Regions from separate parts of the Oryctolagus cuniculus genome. Here region 2 is linked to region 1. Evidence: chromatin contacts called from public Hi-C data. All regions are on one chromosome and are shown on one strand. Each heading gives the region's core, a stretch centred on a gene start, on an enhancer-like site or on the middle of the called end of the contact. The rest is flanking DNA. Distances are from core to core; before and after follow the strand shown.

Evidence for each region. A called contact is a pair of places that touch in the nucleus more often than the background predicts.
Region 2: a Hi-C map of an unstated tissue shows a contact between it and region 1, with 1.6 times the contacts expected there. The contact joins the enhancer-like site here to the promoter of XYLT1 in region 1. A contact is called at or near these places in 2 of 6 Hi-C or Micro-C datasets (ear pinna and an unstated tissue).

Annotation. Positions count from the first base shown.
Region 1 is chr19:20,236,080-20,239,927 of mOryCun1.1, reverse strand. It overlaps XYLT1 (xylosyltransferase 1), which reads right to left and starts at 2,561. Exons shown (of 12, transcript XM_070064777.1): 1 at 1,809-2,561. The coding sequence starts at 2,162.
Region 2 is chr19:20,292,668-20,296,949 of mOryCun1.1, reverse strand. The region is part of intron 1 of XYLT1 (xylosyltransferase 1); the gene reads right to left. Among named protein-coding and RNA genes, the nearest start is that of XYLT1, 57 kb to the right of the region's middle. Within about 2 kb of position 2,244, at least 1 of the 8 cell types and tissues checked has an H3K27ac peak or open chromatin away from gene starts, as enhancers often do.

The DNA.
Region 1 (3,848 bases), core at 1,312-3,811:
CAAGAGACGTGCAAATAAAATACAAACCCAGGAGCATGGTAGACAACGACCAGGAAGGGAAGAGCACTGAAAACAGAACCAAATGACTTAGGTGTCCAAGTCGGAAGGGGAAGAAATCGAGACGCGGGGAGACGTGGGTGGGAGGAAAGTACGTGCGCTTACAGGTGGAAGCAGAAGCCTCAGAAAAGCAAAGCAGCTCCAGGGCTGGACCAGAATTCCAAACGGAATCAGAAATGAAAATGGCACTGCCCGCCCCAACCCTGGCAACTGTGAGCCCCTCTGCGGCTGAGCCGGGGTGAGAGGGAGAAGAAGACAGCCCAAAAGGAAACTGTGGATGGATGCGCTACAGGCAGGAACCCCTGAAGACAGTCAGCCCAGACCCCTTCTCTCCGTTCGCTTGTTTCAACAGGTGGCCTGCTCAACCTAAAAGGGCCCAGGAACCCCATCTGAACTAGCCCCTGATGCCCCCATGTCGATCCTCTGTGTTTCTACCCGGGGCTGGCAGTACCTGCCCCTGACGCCTCCACCCCACCTCCTTGTAGGGCTCCTGAGTTCAGCGGGAACTTGTAGTTACGTTTCTGCCAGTTCACATCACGATCAACTCCAGGAGTCAGAAGGCATTCGCTCACAACACCCTTCCCTGACAATGTCCTGGGGCTCCCTGCACCCCACAGAGCAGTGGGAAATGCCATCACATCCCGCCCCAGGGCTGGCTCCAGGCACAGAGAGCCACACGCTGGCACAGAGGGTCACGCAAACTCTGAAGAAGTTGAGCAGCTCAGAAAGTGTCACGCTGTGCACGGAGGCGGTCTTCAGTGAGGGCTCCCAACGTGACACACGGCAGGGACAAGCGCTTGGTCCCTAAGGAAGCTGAAGTCTCACAGGCACACACACCGCCCCGTGTCTGATATCCTTCAGATTCCAGGCAAATCCCTGCAGGCAGGCAAGTGGCATGCTCCAGACAGACACCCAGCACATCAGCTGTGCCTGAAGACAGAGGCTCACACCCACCTGCCTGAGCTGAGTGAGACCCTGGCCCGCTGCCTGCTCTCAGGAAGGAGGTGTGAAGGGCATCCCTGGAGAAGTTGGAGACAGGGAGGAAGGCCAAGAAGCGGAAGGACCCCAGACGGGCTTCGCCAGACAGGTTCAAAGCTAAACCGTTCACATACCAGAAGGGCGGGATGGAGGGACACAACACACACAGGACAGAGAGAGGGAAGTGGCTCGCAGAAGTGAAGGGCCATGTCCCAGAATTGGAAACGAAGAGGAGGTAAAAAGAAAGAGACAGAGACAGAGCGAGCGAGCGAGCGAGCGAGAGATGGGAGAACATGGTTGGAGATAGAAGGTTCAGCTGGCCACCAAGGGGACACACGACACCCAGAGTGAGCCCAGGTATCCCCGACTGAGTCTTGATTCAGGGGCGTGCACCCCAGCCTCCACACCAGGCCAGAGCGAGCAGGGGACTCAGCTGTCTGCACCCAACTCGGCAAAGAGATGCAGCTGCGGGAGCCACCCCTGAGCAGCGGCTGAGGCTCCGGGCGCGATGCACACACCAGGCAGCGAGCGTCGCACCAGCAGCCCCACGCGTGCTACACAGGTCAGGGCAACCGCCAGGCACCCGGAGAACAGAAACCCCAGCTGGCTCCGGTCACCTCCCAGGGCGCGTCCCCTGGAAATAACTTCCCCAGACCCCCAGCAGCAGTCCTCAACCGGCAGGGGCCCCAGGGGATATGAGGAGAGCCGGCACCAGGGTCCAAGGGCTGCCCTCCCGCCTCCCCGCGAGGTGCCAGCCCAGAGGGGGATCTTACCAGTGCCCGGGAGGGCAGTGCCCCGCGGCGGGCCGGAGGCTGCGCCCGCGGATCTCCGGGGCCGCCTCCCCGCGCCCGCGGCCCCCGTCCTCCTCCTCCGCCGCCGCCGCCGCCACCTCCTCGGGCTGCAGCCGGCTCGGCGGGCAGGTCCCGGCGCTCCCGGTGCGGGGCCGGGGCCGGGGGCGGCTGCTCGGCGCCGCCGGCTGCTGCGCCCGCACGGCGCTCGCCGGCCCCGGAGTCGAGGCTGCTGAAATTCCACACGATCAGCGTCTGCAGCAGCAGCACCGTGAGCGCCGCGAGCAGCGCCGAGTGAGAGCGCCGGGCCAGCCTCCGGGCGCACGGCGCCGCCACCATCTTCGGAGCACGGCGGGCGAGCGGGGCGCGGGGACCCCCGGCGCGCTCCGGGCTGCCCCCGCACTGCCCGCGGCTCCCGCTGCCGCCGGCTGCTGCTCGGGCTCCCACTCGAGCCGCCGCCGCCTCGGCTCGCCGCGCTCCTCCTCCTCCGCCGCCGCCGCCGCCGCCACCGCCGCCTCCACCGCCGCGGCGCGGAGTTTTCAGACGGGCAGGGACCCGGACGTCACCAGGAGGAGGGGAAGGCTGGGAGGCGGGAGCCGGAGGCCGCGGTGGGGGCGGCGGGAGCGCGCGCGCGCGCGCGTGCGGGGCCGGGGCTCCAGAGGAGGGGGCGCGTAGCCCGCGCGGCTCCCCTCTCCCCTACACTCTGGTCCCAGCCAGGAGGGGCGGGCGATGGGGCAGGGCAGGGGCCGGGTGCCCCTGGGCTGGGGCAGAGAGAGGCGGGGCTGGGGGCGGAGCCGAGGTGCGGAAGGGAGGAGGGAAAGGGGAGGGCGGCGACTGGGGCAGTTGAACACCTCCAGCACCGGAGTGGGAACGCGGAGGAGGGCCGGCGGCGGCGAGGACAGTGGGGCAGCTCGGGAGCGGGTGGGCTCGCTCCACATCCAGGGCGTCTGGAAGCGGCGGGTCCGGAGAGCTGCCTTCCCGAGTGGCGAGCAGGCGGGAGGCGGGTGAACAGAGCGGGGCTTTTTGCCCGGAGTTTGCCGTCCCGGCGGCGAGTGGAGGCGAGAGGCCAGGACCCCAGCCACCCGGGGTCCCAGCTGGACCCCTGGATCCCAGCTGTTAGGGTGGGAAGAGGCTTTGCCTAGCGCCTGGGATTGATGCGCGCCAGCGCGTGAGTGACTCCTGAATCACACGCCCACCCCTGGCGGAGTACTCGGCGCTCACTGAGTCACTGCGCTGGTCCCTGCGGACTCACGAGGCAACAGACTCCATGCCCGGCAAAGTGCTTTAGTGTGAAAAAGGAGACCCGTGGGCTTTCCTTCGCAGGCTGAAAGCCCCGGAGTTCGTGCCCCGCACTGCACCCACCCGGAAGCCCGCCTTCTGCCTACACATGGCTCACTCCTGGGGAATGGGTCTTGTCCTTTCCAGTCCTGGCCCCTCTTTCCTGGTGACCTTGAGCGGGGAGGGCTCCTCCTAGCCTGAGCTGCCTCTTCCCAGCTCCAGCTGCATCCCCAGCAGGCCCTGAATCAATGCATCCGGTCTTTCCCGCCCCTGTTCTCCGGTCCAGGGTTTTGCATGCAGCCACGCGGGATGGGGTTGGCAACCTGTGCAGGACTTGCACGCCCTGTGGGAATGCAGCACATCAGGTCCACGGTGCTTTTTGACCTCATCCTGATTTTAAGGGAAGCCAGTGGAGTGCAAAGAGGATCCACTAGAGAGCGAGGTAGGGAGTGATGATCAGGTCATCGCCTCCACAAGCATCCATGAACACTAACCTGTGTCACACAGCCGGCCAGGCTCAGCGCTCCAGACGTGAGCCAGCACTGAGCTCCCCTCCCCCGAGCAACTGCACGCAGGTGTCAGTTACTGAACTTTAGTGGAACTGGGACAGGCGTCTGACCCGCTAGTTAAGACCCCATGCGGGATGCCTGAGTCCCATGTTGGAGTCCCTGGTTCAAGTCCCAGGTCCTCTTCTGATTCCAGCTTCCTTCTAACAGGCTCCTTTGGAGGTAGCAGAAGATGGCCCAA
Region 2 (4,282 bases), core at 995-3,494, 57 kb before region 1:
AAAGAATCAACCAAAATCTAAACATTCAACAACCCAAGAATGGGAACATTCACTGAGGTATATCAACTCAATGAAAGTGACGCACTAATCTGAATGGTTGATACGGAGACAAGAGTGTTTGCAAAGGGAAGGGACAGGGATGTGAAAAAGACCAAGTGTGCACTGCTGGACCACCATGGCTGCAGACCAACAGGGTGAGACTGTGGGGATGTGAAAACTGAGGTTGATTTGGAAAAATGGGCAATAGAGAGCATTTCTTTTTAAATTTTAAAAATTTATTAATGTATTTATTTAGAAGGCAGAGTTAGAGAGAGTGAAAGGGAGGGAGAGACACAGAGAAAGGTCTTCTATCCTCTGGTTCATTCCCTAAATGGTCCCCACAGTCAGGGCTGGGCCAGGCCAAAGCCAGGAGCCTGGAACTCCGTCCAGGTCTCCCACCTGGGTGGCAGGGACACAAACACTTGGGCTGTTTTCCACTGCTTTCCCAGGTCCATTAGCAGGCAGCTGGATGGGAAGTGGAGCAGCAAACACTCAAAACTATATACAGGCCTCACAGGCAGTAGCTTAACCTGCTATACCACAATGCCAGCCCTGCCTCTGGTAACCAGCCACAAAACCCTCAACCCAGATGCCCACCTGGGAACGGCTCAGCCCATCCCTATTTAGACACAATTCTCCATTGAGACCCAGGCTCAGGACCTCAAGTCTCATGGCTGAAACACTGGACTTATCTGTGGGGCCAGAGGCTAGCTGGGGACAAAGCTGTCTGCTGGGTTAGGGACAATCAGACTGTGTCTCTGTGCCATCCAGACCACAGCCACGGAGAATTATTTAAGTCCGCCCTGGGAAACCACAGTGAGGGCAGAAAAATCTATGTGTGCGTGTGTATGGTGAGTGGAGTGGAGGGAGACTTGGGGAGAGGGTGACAAGCCCAGGAGAGCTCGTGAGGACACAGGACTGAAGGAGGACAGATACCCTGCACCCTCCCTCATGGGACAGGAAGGGCTGAGCAGCCCCTGATGGGACCAAGAGCTTCAGACACTACCGATGTCCCACCTCAGAACTCTAGGAGCTGGGTCACTGGTTCAGAAAGTGAGAGAGAAAGCAGACACGGGTCCTATCCCGGTGGACATTGGGAGTTGAGGCACACGGACAGTGACATGCAGGCCGAGAAGTGGCACGCCCAGCCACAACAGTGACAGCAGCCGTAACTGACATGGTACCAACTGCTGACATGGGGCCAGGAGTTGTCTCATTTTTTTTAAAAAAGTTATTTATTTTTCATTTATTTGAAGGTGGGGAGAGGGGGCAAAGGGGAGAGAGAAAGAGAGAATATCCCTTCTACCAGTTCACTCCCCAAATACGTGCACCAGCTCGGGCCAGGCCAGGCAGAAGCTGCAAGCTAGGAACTCAATCCAGGTCTCCCTCATGGGTGGCAGAGACCCCATTTCTTGAGCCATCCTTGCTGTGTCCCAGGGTGTGCATTAACAGGGAGCTGAGATCTGCAGCAGAGCTTGGACCGGAGCCCAGGCATTCCAGAAAGGGACACGGAGTCCTGCATGGTGGCTTCACCATTGCACTGAACGCCTGCCCCAGCAGAGGCCTCAATGAACCTTCATGACTATCCCATGAGTTGAGAACAGTGACCACCTCCATTACACAGTGAGAAAACCGAGGCCGTGGGGACTCAAGTCGCTCTGTCAATGTCACATGGCAACCAAGCAGCGAAGTTGTGACTTGAGTCCAGGCAGCCCGTCCATCTCAGGAAGACAGCTCTGCACACACACTCATGCACACAAGAACACACACACGCACATAATATGCAGGGTTAAGCCCATTTGAAGTAGGTGTGCACATTCACAGACATGCAAACATAGTACAGAGTTATCAAGACAGGCATCAATATATAGACACAGAGCTGGAGCCAGGCGCACCTGCACACTCTCTGCAAACAAAGGCTGTGCCTCTGCACACCTGTGGGGGGCGCCAGTCACATGGACTACAGAGCACACACATGTGCGAGATTGCTGGCCACAAGCATGTAGCTTTCTGCAGGGATAACTCAGATGAGAAAAACGGTATTCAGAGATCCCCTGGCGAGGCAAGCGGCGGCCTGGCCACCCCGGGCCACCTCTCTACACAGCTGACACTGTGGATCAATGGCGCGGCTGTGCGGAGGAGGGCTGTGACACCGCGCAGCCAGCTCCTGCTGAGCAATGAATGTGGCGCTTGTCAGCTCTGCCCCAGGCGGCCGCACAACACGCTGCCCTGTTTCTGCTGGACTGGGGGCCCTGCATCCGCTCCAGCCCTCATTTTCACGTCTTTCTTCCCAGCAGACACAAGGCCTGCTCAGTTTTGCAGAGCTGGCACGGCGGCCAGGTCCTGGTCGAGGGAGAAGGCCCTGAAAAGTCACTTTATAAAACAGCCCTGCTCACGGAGGCCGAGCCACGAGGCCTGGGCGGCTGACTTTCCATTCAGCACACGCCCCACCCAGAGACGGGGCTCTGTCACAGCCAGCCCTTGTTCTCACCGGCCGTGAGCCCTGGGGAGTCGGAATTCACGGGGCCTGCATGGTGAGCACCCTTGGCAGCAGACCTGGCTCCTGGCGTCTTCCTCAGTGTGTGTTGGGGCGGGGGCGGGGTGGGGGTGCAGCTTGCTGTGGTCAGCTGAGCCCCACCTGGGGCAGGCGCTCAAAGACGTTCATTCACAGCAGGGGCTCCTGTGAGCCAGGAGACACCCAAGCTGAGACAGGCCAGGCAGAGTCTGTGTCGCTTGCGGTGGCTGGGAGAGACAGGGAGAGGACCTGGAGCCAGAGACCAGCAGAAGCCAGGGAGGGAAGGGGAGGCCGCTGGTGCACACGGAGAGCCAGCGAGAAGAGGGGCAGAAACTGCTCCTCCATTTCTCTCGGCTACCTCCCAACCATGGAAAGGAGTCACGTTCAGATGTCGTTTGTATGTGCACTAATCTATTCATTCAACAAACACTGGGTGCCCACTGTGTGGCCGGGGTGGTTGTTTCAGCCACCGGGAACCTAGCGGTCAATGACACCGTCTCCACCATGATGTTGCTTGCTCTCAAAATTCCCAACCTCTCCCCAGCCCCCAATACACCGCCATGTGACTTAGTGGCTGCCGCGCCTCCTGTCTGTGCTTCTCAAGGTCTCTCCCAAGATCTCGAGGGATCAGACTGTGGCAGCCACCAAAGTCCCAGGTGGGGCCAAGACTTCTGCTGGAGAATCCAGGAGAGGGGCAGGGAGCCGATGAGTCGTGTGCTCATGTGGGAAGCAGGTGGGGAGGCGCGTGGAGCCGCGGAGGCCCCCTGCAACCTGCCCCAGAACACGGAGCTGCGGGCCAACACGCACAGCAAGGCTCGGGAAGAAGGCGAGCAGCCAGTGAAAGGGTTAATTCCAACGAAGAAGAAAAGCAGCAGCCTTTTCTTCTTATTCATTCCGTGTTCATTCAACACATTATTCCGTGTGCTTAGAGTGTGTGAACAGTGGGCTGGGTATGGAGACCCAACAGGAAAAGGAAACAAAAGAACAGAGCTGTCTCTCTGCACGCACGAGGGTCTTTAACCCGTTCGTGTCGTCATTCTTTTCTAACTTCTAGGTAGCTCACTGTCCATGTGTGGCCTCTTGCTGAAGCACGCACAGCCAAGGGCATCAGGGGGACAGAGTTTGGAGACCGCACATGTCTTTTTTTTTTTTTTTTTTTTAACCATAATGGCCAAGGCTGGGCCACCCGGAAGCTAGAAGCCTAGAACTCCATCTAGGTCTTCCATGTGAGTGGCAGGGGCCCAAGGACTTGAGCCATCCTCCACTGCTTTCCCAGGCGCATGAGCAGGGAGCTGGATGGGAAGCGGAGCAGCTGGGACTCGAACCAGTGCTCCAATATGGGACGCTGAGGTCGCAGGCAGCAGCTTCAGTGGCCACACCACAATGCTGGCCCTCAGATAGGTCCGTCATAATTCAGGCTTTGCGACTTTCTGCTTGTGTGTCCCTGGGCAAGTTACCTGGCTGCTCAGAGCCTCAGTGACATGCCCTTTAAAATGAGAACAACATAAAATTTTTTTAAGGAATAAATGAGTCTTGTTTTTTAAAGCGCCTACTAAGCCCAGGGCCGTGAGCTCAATGAGAACCGACTAAATGGTAGATGAGGGCTCTTAGAAAAAAAAAAAAAAAAAAAAAAAAAAAAAAAACATGGAAAACGAAGTGAAAAGCTAAGTTTCCTTTGGTGCACTCCCCACCAAGAACAAAAATCTGAAATCCATGCATACACAGGAT